3 separate regions of the Sus scrofa genome follow, and regions 1 and 2 are each linked to region 3. Evidence: chromatin contacts called from public Hi-C data. All regions are on one chromosome and are shown on one strand. Each heading gives the region's core, a stretch centred on a gene start, on an enhancer-like site or on the middle of the called end of the contact. The rest is flanking DNA. Distances are from core to core; before and after follow the strand shown. Region 1 holds the start of VPS37C (vacuolar protein sorting-associated protein 37C). Region 2 overlaps VPS37C (vacuolar protein sorting-associated protein 37C). Region 3 holds the start of TMEM109 (transmembrane protein 109).

Region 1 (4,038 bases), core at 1,125-3,624, 220 kb after region 3:
TTCACAGCAATAAGCAAACAGATAACAAGAATTCCTTGAAATAATTTTACTTCCAAGCTCAGCAAATCTAGATTCCTTAAAGCAGTGCTTCCCAATAAGAATCACCCAAAGCAAGTGTTAAAAATACAAATTCCTGGGTCCCTCTCCAGAGTCTAAGCAAGAATCTCCAGAAGTGGTTTTTTTTTTTTTTCTTCTGTATTTTTTCTTTTCTAATCCGAGCCACAGCTTCAATTTACACCACAGCTGCAGCAACACCTACTGCACTGGGCCGGGGATCAAACCTGCACCACTACAGAGACAATGCTGGATCCTTAAACTGTCACATCACAGCAGGAACTCTGGCTCTGTGTTTTCAGCAAGGATCACATATGATTCTTTATTTTTTTTTCTTTTTTTCTTTTTAGGGCCACAGTTGTGGCATATGAAGTTCCCAGGGTAGGTGTTGAATCGTAGCTGCAGCTGCCAGCCTATGCCACAGCCACATGGGATCTGAGCCACATCTTCAACCTATGTCACACCTTTCTGAAAGGCCGGATCCTTAACCCAGTAATGAGGCCAGGGATTAAACCCATGGCCTCACGGGCACTATGTCAGGTTCTTAACCCACTGAGCCACAAAAGGAACTCCCAGTTGATTCTTAACATCCAGCAAATAAGCTTTGAAATGAGACAAATGGGTTAAAAATCAACTTGGCCACTTATTGGTGGTGGGATCCTACCTAACATCTCTGCAACTCACTTCACCTGCAGAATGGGCTCACCACCTACCTTGAAGTGTTCCTAGAATCCAGTATGTTCACAAAACCCCTGGCACATGGCAACCAAACAAGAAATCAGATCTACTGCTACCTTAGGAAAAAACAAAACAAAACAAAAAACAGCCACCAAAAGCCGCCCAGATGAAGTCTATAATGAAATTTTTCTACCTAATGGAAATTACAAAGGCACCAAGCCAGACTTCTAAGATAATCTAGGAATAAAAGCTTTTCTGGGCACTATGACTGCCAAGAACCTTCACTTTAGGGTTGCAGTGTCTCATCCCAAGTCTTCAGTCCTATCCAGAATCAGAGTTCAGGCCTGTGCAGGGTCTCGGCTTTGGACAATAGCCAAAGAAAGTCTTTCCTTCCCAAATCCTTGTCACCACCACCTCAAGCTCTAGGGCTGACCATCACAGACCCGAGAGCCCGGTGGCAGCATCCTGGCTGCACCAGTAGGAAATGGGACTCCTGGAAAAGAGGCAAGGAGCCAATGAAGACGGTGGAAAAGGCCTGAATCAGCAATGGTATTACTGGGATACTGAAGTGAAAGGAAGTGCTTCTGTGAAGTTTCCAGAGCTAAGGGTGGACATTCCAGGGTGAGTGAGCCTAGACAGTGGGTAGCTGAGAAAGCACTGACTCGTCTCAGGGGCTGAAACCCTGAGGTGTAGAGTCAACTCTGCCAATAAACACAAACACACACACACACACACACACACACACACACACACCACTGCTCTCTGAACTCAGGAGAACCAGGTACATACTGGAGATACACACACACCAATGCCCTTTGCACCCAGCAGGTGCAGGACTATGCACTGGTCAGTGATGCTGAGCAGTCTAAGTCCAGGTCCAGAATAAAGGATAAGAACGACCCCAAGGCTGAAAAGCCACATTCTCACTGCCCTGAGAAATGACATAGGCCAGGGAGTTAAAGACCTGAGCGCCCCTCAGAACCCACTAAGCGGCACTCCTGCTGGCAAGTCAGATCCCACTCTTAGGCCTGTTTCCCCACCTGCACAACGGGTAAACCTGTTCTAACGTCACCAGACTGGTGACCAGCAAGACGCTCAAGTACGAGGAAGGGGGCGGGGCTGGAGGCGCAACCTGCGCGGGGAGCTCGGGCAATGCCTCTTTCCCTCCCTCCCGCCCTCCCACGGCGAGGGGCCGGGGCGCCAGCTCTCAGCGGGAGTCACGCGCCCCTTACGCCCAATCACCAGCTTCTGCCGGAGTGAGGCGGGCAGGCGGGGGTGAGCTGGGAGCGATTGCCAGCGCCGCCCCCATCCCCATCCTTGCCCCTCCCCGGGCCCCAGCTCACCTACCCCTACCGCGGCCGCCGCCACCGCCGTCGCGGGTTAAATCGCAGCCGGAGTCCACACTTCCGGGGTCCTGGAGGCCCGCCCCCCCGCCGGATGTGACCCCCCCTCCAACGTCCGGGCGCTGGGAGCGAGGCCAAGCCACTCGTCCGGCAACACGTCGGGCGCGCTGCGGGCCTCAAAGTCACCACGATACCGCACCCCCGCCCCCAACACATATACACTCGCTGCCAGCCGGGACCACACCCACGACAGGGCCCACGAGACCACACCCGCGCGCAGTGGACGCCCGGCCCCGCCCCCCGCAGGCCATTGCCCCGCCCCCAGAAGGGGCCGCCCATTGGGCGGAACCCAGACGGCCCTGAGCGAGTGCGCCTGCGCAGGAGTCCAATGACTTTGCTGGCAGTCGCTAGAGGCTCCCCTAGATTTAACCGAGCTCGGCCTTGGGAAAGCCGCTAAAGCGGATCAAAAGAGCCCCGAAAGGAAAAGAATGGAATCCCAGCACCGAAGGGACTCCTTAGATGTCTGAGATCAGACTGCGGAACCCCAACGCAGACTAGAGGGATCACAGCCCTAGGTGTCCCCTCGCAAACAGCAGTCTCCTGCCAATATGGCAGGGTCCTGAAAACAACTCTGAGTAGTTTCTCCAAAAGTAACCTGTTTCCCAGGGCCGTAGGTTACATTTAGTCCATTCTGTGTGGACTAAAATAAAATAACAGACGGCCTTATACATCCTCACTTGCCCAGAATTACAAGGCTGATGTCTCGTGAAGCAAGGTCCTGACACTACTACCTCTCTCTTTCCTTGGCAGCTTGTACTGGACAGACAACCAGGCCTGGAGGCGAAGTCCATTACCTGTTTGGCCTCCCAACAGCGTCTGTTATTGCAGCTTTGTAAGAATAGGACCTCAGGAGGAGAGCTGCCATAGACCAAGGAAACCGGCCACCCCAATTCAAAACCTTATTAGATGTTGAATTAAGACCATCGTTGCTAGTGACAGAAATCCAATTCAAAGCAGCTTCTGCAAAGTGTAAATTATTGTGTCACTTAACAATAAAATCCAGGGGTGATGGTAGTGCCAGGAACAGCAATATTCAAGGCCTCATTCTCCTAATTTGACTCTGTTCTTTTCCTTTCCGCAGATAGTCCCAAATTTTCTATTTCAAATGCTAGAGAGAACGGATCTGATTGGCTAAGATAATCCCCATTGCTCCAAGTGGGCAGAATTTACTTTCTTGCCTCCTCAAAGGCTGTCAGGCAGCCTATGAATTAACGACCATTGGGTCAGGTGATCACTGTTCTCCAATGAATGGTCACCTCTTAGAGTACAGGAGAGATCAGTGAGGAAGGCAGTCTCAGCTATTTGACCCATCTTGAGACACCAGTACCGCTTTTGAGAGATGCCATGACTGGTTTTGCAAACATTTATTTCACTTTGAATATGATGTCAGAGTGGCTCCCATTGACAACAGCTTCTGGAAAGCTGGGTTGAAACTCTTTCCAAGGGGTGCGGAGGGCCAGGGCAGATGACTTTAACCTTTAGTTATAAGCCCTTTTGTGCTATATACTTTTTAATCCTGTATTTTATGACTTTTTGGGGTAAAACATTAGAAAACAAAGATGGATTGTCTTGAGCTTATACTTCCACTTACTGGTACTGTGTCAGAACTTGGAACGTGGGTGTGATGGCTGGAGCTAGAATAGTCATCCTGAACCATGAGGCAACCATGAGACTAAGGGCATACCTGACCACGTAATAAAATAGAAGGAGTATAACACCATGGAGCCCAATGACACTGTTGGATGCCCACTTCAGGATTTTTATAGGAAAGGGAAATAATCCACCTTTGTAAGCTGCTGTTGTTTTGAGTTTTCTATCACTCACATCCTTTGGGTCTTAGACTCCATTTCTGGAAAGCTCCTCTCATATCCCCAAGACTGGGTAAGTGCCCCCCTTCTATGCT
Region 2 (3,983 bases), core at 353-2,852, 200 kb after region 3:
ATGCCCCTGGATGGACCCAGCTGAAAGCAGGTCCCCAAGCTGAGCGGTGCTCTGCCCCTCGGCCAGGCCCTTTGTTGTCACCAGCCAGCGAGATGGCAGCCTGGGGAACCCGTCCCAGACCTGCTCTGACCTGAAGCCTCCATCTGCCAGGGAGGCCTCTTCAGTGACAGGGGGGCGGAGAGTCAGACCCACACGCTGAAAGAGCGGGGACAACACGCCAGCAGCACCATGTGGCACCAGCAGCTACTGTAGGGCTCAGGACACAGCCTGGCAAGACCGGCTTCCACACGGGAGCCACTGGGCAGCTTCGCCACCATGGTCAGCATGTGGCGAACCAGCCTGACTGGCTCATCCCCGACCAGACCCAGGAAGGCCATGGGCTTCCTGGAAGAGGGGGATTCGGGGGGCCTGCCCTCTTGCCGACCACCAGGCACAGGGCCTGCGCTCTGGAGCAGGCCTGGGCCTGCTCTTTGTGCTCCGGACTGGAAAGAACGATGCCACAGCTTCCAGAAATCGTGGGGCTGGCCGCGGCCTCTCAGGTCTGCCCCACTTCTGGGCCGGCCGGCTTGCTGCCACAACCCCTTGGGAGCACCCAGCAAGCGCCCTGGCTCAGGGACGCCTGCAGTGCAGTTTCAATCTCATTTTCACCGGCTGTGAAAGCTTTTCTTTCCTTATGTGCTGACACAGAGCAGGGGGCCTGAAGCCTCTACTCAGCTGCCCTGTAAGGATCTGGATCCCCAGATCCTCAGCAGACAGGTCCCCTCTCCACCTCCCTGCCTTTTCCCTGGGGCTGAGCCGGTCAACCTAGGACATATTACTGTCCCCGAAACCTGGTCCCGCCTGTTTCTGCTCCTGCTCCCCAGAGCCTCCCCAAACCTTTCCCCACTAGGGGTTCACCATGAAGCCCTTGACTACCATCGTAAGACATCGACACCCAGACGGGCTCGCCCACACGCCTGGACCCCACCATTCACACTCTTCCACGTGGAGAAAGCCTCCCCCGCCACTCTTGTCTCCAAGCAGCGTCTGCATCCCAAACCCAATCGGCTCCCATCCCTTCTCCCAATCCTGCAGAGACTCAATTACGGTTTTTGAGCCCGGGGTAGACACCCAGTCCAGGGGCTCCGAAAGCCTACAGAGCTCTCCCTCCTTCATCTCCCCTGGATCCCATCAGTGTTCCTCCCCTCAGAGAATTCAAAGGGTTTAGTCAGATGAGACGGCACAACACTCAACTTGCCTTTTGCCCACGAGGTAGCTTCTGCCTACATTTCCTGTGAGTCTGTGCTTCGCCATGGCTTCCGTCAGCCCGCCCGGCTCGGAAGTCCACTGTAATTATGCAATTCGACCTGCTTCTACAAAGTTCCGTGCGCTTGAGAGCAGGTCTTGGGGTCCCAGCACACCGCGCTCGGGGCGCACTCAAGAAGCGCCTGGTGCTTAACACGTGGAAGGCGAGGAAGTGAAGGCCGGCACGGAGCCAGCTCAGGGAGGCCCCTGGCACAGGTCACGGCCTCACCAGCCATGGAAGCCGGCCTTGGCGCTTGACCGAGATGAGCTTTGCGCACGTCCTGGCTGAACAAGCTCGGATGCACCACACCCTGCCCCATACTCTACGCCCCCGGCCCCAGCAAAGACTGCTCCTGCAGGCAGAGGGGCAGTGGGGACAGCCCGAGCACAAGCCAGGGAAGAGCGAGGGACCATGCCGGGGCTGCCCTGCCCCTTGGGGAGAGGGAGGTGGTGGCAAGTCTTCCCTTTCAGATACTGGGAATTCACAGAAGAGACAGGCCATCCCCGTTCATCAGCAAAGATCAGAACATCCCAGAGGCCACTCAGTGCGCTTGGCATTACTTGTGTCCGTGTCTCCCGAGCATCAGGGGCAGGAGGTGGCGGCTTGCAGAGCTGAGCACAGGCTGCAGCCGCACAAGGCGTGGCTGTGGGTGCGCCCAGCTCTGAGGGGAGTGCCAGGGTCAAGGTGGGAGGGCAGGGAGAGCCCTTTCTAAAGTGTGCGGCTCTGTACATTCAGAAGGATGTTTTATTCCTGCAAGGGCCGTGATCGGGCGCTGAGATGGTTGGGTGCCTGATACAACAGGAAAGGGGTTTGACAGGAGATGAGCAGACATCACAGCCCCAGAACGGCTCCTTCCTGGAGAGGCAGGGCCGGACAGGCCGGCTGGGGAATGGCAGCTGAAAACAGTACCGGTGCTTTTAGAAACTGCCTCCAAATCCAGGCTGGAACAACAGTGGGGGGATGCCGGGGCACGCAGGTCCCTGCAGATGCCCTGACTCGCCAGCACTGCCCCCTCAGAACTCCCAGAGGGCCCAGGTACTGGACTGAGACCCCAGAGGCTTCTCTGGCTGGGTACAAACCTGAGTGGAGGCCACGGCAAAGGGGGATACTCTTGACCCGAACTCCCAAAAAGCCAGCGCCCTTAAGAATTGTCTCAGTCCCAGAAGTTCCCACTGTGGCTCAGCAATCATGAGCCCAACTAATATCCGTTAGGATGTGGGTTGGAGCCCTGGCCTCGCTCAGTGGGTTAAGGATCCAGCATTTCCGTGAGTGTGGTGTAGGTCACAGACGTGGCAGTCGGTATGGTATGGCTCTGGGTAGCCAGCAGCTCAGCTTGACTGGACCCTAGCTGGAACTCATAAGCACAGGTGGCCTAAAAAAAAAAAAAAAAAAATAAAAAAATCTCGGAGTTCCTTTTGCTCAGTGGTTACGACCGGTCTAGTGTCCATGGACGCAGTTCATCCTGCCTCACTCAGTGGTTGCATCTGATTGCCATGAGCTGGTAGGTCGCAGAGTGCTCGGATCCCACGTTGCTGCGGCTATGGTGTAGGCTGGCAGCTACAGCTCTGATTCAACCCCTAGCCTGGGAACTTCCATATGCTGCGGGTGTGGCCCTAAAAGCCAAAAAAAAAGAAGGGTCTCAGTCCCATCTGCCATCTTTGGCCCCCATGACAGCCTTCCTCTACCTCAGGGGACTCCTGGGCCAGCCGGTCAATGGCCTCCGGGTCATTCTGCATCTTCTCCAGCTCCTCCAGGCTCTTGTCTTTCAGCGTCTCCATCTTTTCCTGGGAACACAGAGAACAACTGTGAAGTGAGGAGGGGGGGGGGGTCAGGGGGAAAGGGACCCCCGAGCCCACGGTCATTATCTGTCAAAGCCCGACTGGAGTTTTCCGGCGATGCTTCCACTCCACAGGGAGGGGCTCATTCCGGCCCCCTGCCCATCCCTGTCCCGGGGAGACCAAGAAGCTACCCCCAACCCCAAACCTGGAACAGCAGGATGCACAAAGGCCCTTTGCAGCCAGAGGCAAAACCCAGATTCCTGGCAGTGGTGCCGGAAGAAACTCCCCAGGGAGCAGATGGGAAAGGTGGGAGAGGGGAGGCAGACAGCCAGGGATGAGTCTAAACTTGGCCCTAGGCTGCCTGCGAACCCGGAGCCAGCATGCCCTCTGGGGGCTGTTTCTGTCTGAGCCTGATACTTCATGCACCACCCTCCACACACCGGGGCTTGGCCGGCTCAGACCTCACCAGCCCATCGCTCGCCTGCCTGGTATGTTTAGGGCACCAGCCACCTCGGGATTCCCTCAGCACTGTCTGCAAGGACCGGCCTCCCCGTGAGCCTCAAAAACTGACTGTCACGGGCCGTCCTCATCAGAGAACAAAAAATCGACACCTAATTGGCCCCTGCGACAACCGGACGGACCCGAGTAGGACGTGTGCTCTGACAGAAGAGCTGGTTTCAGCGGTCTTGCCCCATCACTCTGCCCAGAAGGACACAGGCTGATGTCTGTGTGACCCACGGGGCACAGCCAGGCCCAGGATGGAGCCCCAGGGAGAAGAGGAAGCACTGACACACCCAGGGCTCACTTCCCTCCTGCTGACAGGCGCCTCTGTTTCCATGTTTTTATCTTTGCTTGACATGCTAGTGGGAAGGGACACTCGGGGGGACGGCTGAGGCCGAAGGTGACCCCCAGGCCACTTC
Region 3 (3,848 bases), core at 1,341-3,840:
GAGTGCCCATCAAATAATGCCAACATATCATTACCCTTAAAGATAGCTATTGGTATAGAACAGACAGAGTCCGATGACCAGCGATATACTGGGCCACTCCTAATGGAACTTGGTGTAAATTGTTACCTGAGACTTTATTAATGCTACTAGCTATACTAGTTGTATTCTGCCTATTCTATAAGATTGTTGTTTCTTTTATTACCCAATGTGTAACTGAGCCTCTCACAAAAATAATGATGACTAAGTAACTTGAAACAGTTGACGAAATATACAGTTCTGTATAAGATTAGAATGATTGTAATAAAAAATTAAAATAAAAAAATTCCTGTTGTGGCTCAGTGGTAATGAACCTGGCTAGTATCCATGAGGACGAGGGTTTGATCCCCGGCCTCGCTCAGTGTGTTAAGGATCTGGCATTGCCACGAGCTGCAGTGTAGGTCGCAGACGTAGCTCAGATCTGGTGTTGCTGTGGCTGTGGCATAGGCTGGCAGCTGCAGCTCTGATTCAACCCCTAGCCTGGGAACCTCCATATGTGTGTGACTTAAAAAAGACCAAAAATATTTTTTTTAAATGACTGTAATAGTGCAATTACAGATATGGGAAATTTCCCAAGGGCCGTCCAATCAGATATTTCCTGGACCATAACAGACTAGTAAGACAGGTGGTACAGAGACTCTAATGGCTACTATTAACAGGGCCTAGTCCAGTAATAGCACACTGAGTGGCATATCAACAAAATCCTCTCCTGACCCAGGAATAAGCCTTATTGACACCGTGGGACAAATTGATTATGAAATGCTTCCTAATCCTTGGTCAAACTTATGGCCACAAGGGGGCACTCTAAAACAGTGAATGTCACTCACCATCCAGTTCCACAAGTCTCCAAGGTTAGGTCATTACTTATTGCTGTTGCTGACCTACAGTGGCCCCTGTAAGGAATTCAGGGTGAAGAACAGGATGAACCACTTTTGCTTTGGGAAAACAGGCAAAACAGGTCCTTAGTTAGATAAAGCAGGAAAAAAAATTTATGAACCCCAATTCTTGCATCTTCCCATACTTAGAAAAGCACTAAAGTCATTAACTTTGATACCTGTGCCTCATGAGTAGCAGTAACCTTCTACTGAGATGTAGGCTGGATTGTCCATACTCCTTAGCCAAAATCACGAACATACTGGCCTCTCCCCCAGCTTCTCTGGAGCAGTTCCTCAGAGCTATGGGAGAGGCCGTGTCCCAGGCTATAGTCTTCAGTAAGACCCTAAAAAATACTCAACTCACTGCTCTTATGTTGTGTGTTTTTCTTTCAGACAATTTTCTGGGAAGAAGGCAGAATTAGAAAGATGATTCAGAGAGGGACAGAAAAAAAAGTTCTGGCTTAAGAGTGTTGGGTTTCAGGAACTATTTTAATATCAAAGGGGAGCTTCTATGGCAGCCAAAAGTGATAAAAGCATTTGAACAGCAACTTAGGTTTTTTCTTTTTTTTTTTCAGCGTTCACTCTTTTTCATTAAATCTCCACACCTACTGTGCAGTGAAAAGGTATTTTTAAGACCTTCTAGTACTTTATACAGTCAAAAAACAAAATTCAACTGACTAAGTTTCAAAGATCGAATTGGCTATAAAAGATTCATGAATCAGGCAACATACCATCTCTCCAAAGGGCAACAGTTAGGGAAAGGTTTTTAAAGGCCAGGATATGGATGCCATCAACAGAAAAAAAAAAAAAAAAAAAAAAGATTATCTTAGGCACAGGTAACCTAACTATGGGGAACAGAAAGGGTCTACATGGCAGGTTATCATCATCTTGGGGACTGGCCCCAGGTGACAGATTACCTCATTGGTGCTGACCAAAAACTTTCTGACTGGTTAAGACAATTTCTGGGGGAGGTTGAAACTTAGGTTAGGTATTAAGCCCCGATTTGGGGGGCTTGTCTTAGTATAGGTAACACCATTTGGAGTCCAGGTTTCCTTTTTCACAACAGTAAAATTGAAAAAAGGAGACCCAGATAGATGAAACGACTTAGGCAGCCTGTTTCATCTCTCTGGCAAAGGAAAACCTCATTCCAAATCCTCGTGATTCCCCATCATGACGCTGCCTTTTGGATAGACATGGGGTTTGGGAGTTGGTTCCTTTCCTTCTCTAAAATTGAGGGAACACCTGGGAGTCATCCGCAGAGTTAGGGTGTGGAAATGGTCTCAGAGGGAGCGGATGCATTTTCCTCAGTTGTGCTCTTCTTACAGCTCCTCTAACACCCCGTCCCTTTGTGCCTTTTTTAGCGCGAAAAGTTTCTCAAAAGACCGGGTGCTTTCAAGTGCCTCTTCCTTAGAACTACATTTCCCACAATGCGGCAGGCGACTCCATGTGCTGGAGAACTACATTGCCCGAAATGCCAAGGGGGGTTTGGGGGCGGCTAAACTTCCACTCCTAATTCAAAGAGCCAGTTTACCCACTCTATCGCCCAGATATACTCACTTCTTTCCCCTTTCCCGCCAGGGACTTCCGTTCCCAGGTCAAACTTCCGACCCCATTCTTCTCTGGGTGGAAATGCTTGGGAAAAAACGTAATCAGAGGGTAGGGCGCATGCGCTGACCTGCACCAGATTGATCCCGGGAGGGAGGCTGCCCTGTCCCCGGGCTCATCCCGCCTTGCGCGTGCGCAGACGATAAACCAACGCCCCAGGATTGAGGCGCGGGTTTAGTGGCGCGTTTTAGTGAAGTCGCACGTGAAGGATAGCGTGGCCGGAGCCGGGTGAGTGCGAGCCGAGACTGGCGCTCGGGGGGCTGCACGCGAGACGGGGAAGCGGCGGCAGCTACAAGCGGGACTACGGCTTAGCCGCGAGGCCTGGAGAGCACTAGTGGGGAGGGGTCCGACGTCGCTCCGCGGGGAAACAAACTGGGGACCCGGATCCTTGTTGCTATGCAACAGGGGGCGTCGTTACTAGGTAACAAGAGAGGCACGCCTTTCCGGGGAGAAGAGCGTTCCGACCGCTGCTTGGAGAAGGTCCGGCCGATGCTAGGTGGCTGTCAGGCTAGAGGTCGAGGCTAGAGTTGAGCCCCTCGCCCCCTACTCCCGCTCACGGTCCAGCCTACCGCAGCCTCGGTCGGAACCTTTTGGGGTACCTCGAACCTCCCGGCCGCTCCGCGTCCCTTCCCGGCGACGCCACCCGGCAGGCTTGGCAGGGAACACACTGTTCGAAATAGCACATGCATGCCACTGACACCCTGTCTTGGGGAGGCTGGGCCCTGGGGAGGGCGCCGCGCGCCTGGGAACCTGCCCCTTTGCCCGTCGCCCTGCCCCCAAACAGTTGCTGGGCAGCAGCTGTCAGGGGTTTAGCGGGGGCTGCCCCCACCTGCCAGGACGCTGACTTCATTCTCCTCTGTGGCAGCTTCGCCCGATCTAAGAGCTTCCTTTCCACGCAGCTGTGCTTTTCGGGTGGCCGCTACATATTTGGATTAACTTTAAAATAGTCTCCTCTCCGCACCTCTCCATGGCTTTCCATTGCTACTCTCTCTAGCCGCTTCTTGGCCGGCTTCTAGTACTCATTTAACAAGCATTTATTAATCACTGTTCTGTGCTAGGCGCCGGGGATTCCAAGACAAGTTAGCTGTCAAGTCTGCCGGGAGATGCTCAAAGTCTAATGGGGGAGGCAGTCATAGAAACTGCTAAATTATGCTACTAGGCAGTAAATGGTATATTGACAGTTTGTGTACTGCAATATTCCTATGTTTACCATTTACGAAGTTCTTGCAGAAACATTTAACTCCTTGCAATCACTCTTAACTTTGCTGGTCCCCATTTTACATTCGCAGAGACTGAAACTCTGATAGGTTAAATACTAGGCATCAGGTAGTG

What was found. Hi-C and Micro-C count contacts between places; a contact is called where the count stands out from the background.
Region 1: a contact with region 3 is called in a Hi-C map of liver, with 3 times the contacts expected there. The contact joins the promoter of VPS37C here to the promoter of TMEM109 in region 3. A contact is called at or near these places in 1 of 5 promoter capture datasets (fetal liver), 2 of 47 Hi-C or Micro-C datasets (heart right ventricle and liver) and 2 of 2 datasets of contacts at active chromatin or transcription factors (alveolar macrophages and skeletal muscle).
Region 2: a Hi-C map of omental adipose tissue shows a contact between it and region 3, with 1.8 times the contacts expected there. The contact joins the enhancer-like site here to the promoter of TMEM109 in region 3. A contact is called at or near these places in 3 of 5 promoter capture datasets (fetal liver and liver), 20 of 47 Hi-C or Micro-C datasets (alveolar macrophages, blood, brain and 11 more) and 1 of 2 datasets of contacts at active chromatin or transcription factors (skeletal muscle).

The regions. Positions count from the first base shown.
Region 1 is chr2:10,612,534-10,616,571 of Sscrofa11.1, reverse strand. It overlaps VPS37C (vacuolar protein sorting-associated protein 37C), which reads right to left and starts at 2,374. Exons shown (of 6, transcript XM_021082961.1): 1 at 2,080-2,374.
Region 2 is chr2:10,634,395-10,638,377 of Sscrofa11.1, reverse strand. It overlaps VPS37C (vacuolar protein sorting-associated protein 37C), which reads right to left. Exons shown (of 6, transcript XM_021082961.1): 3 at 2,971-3,069. The coding sequence starts at 3,063. Among named protein-coding and RNA genes, the nearest start is that of VPS37C, 22 kb to the right of the region's middle. Within about 2 kb of position 1,602, at least 2 of the 83 cell types and tissues checked have an H3K27ac peak or open chromatin away from gene starts, as enhancers often do. A contact at or near this core is called in omental adipose tissue, where this site is marked.
Region 3 is chr2:10,835,866-10,839,713 of Sscrofa11.1, reverse strand. TMEM109 (transmembrane protein 109) reads left to right here and starts at 2,590. Exons shown (of 4, transcript XM_003122670.5): 1 at 2,590-2,744. It overlaps LOC110259253 (a long non-coding RNA gene), which reads right to left and starts at 2,556. Exons shown (of 3, transcript XR_002341475.1): 1 at 2,469-2,556; 2 at 864-929.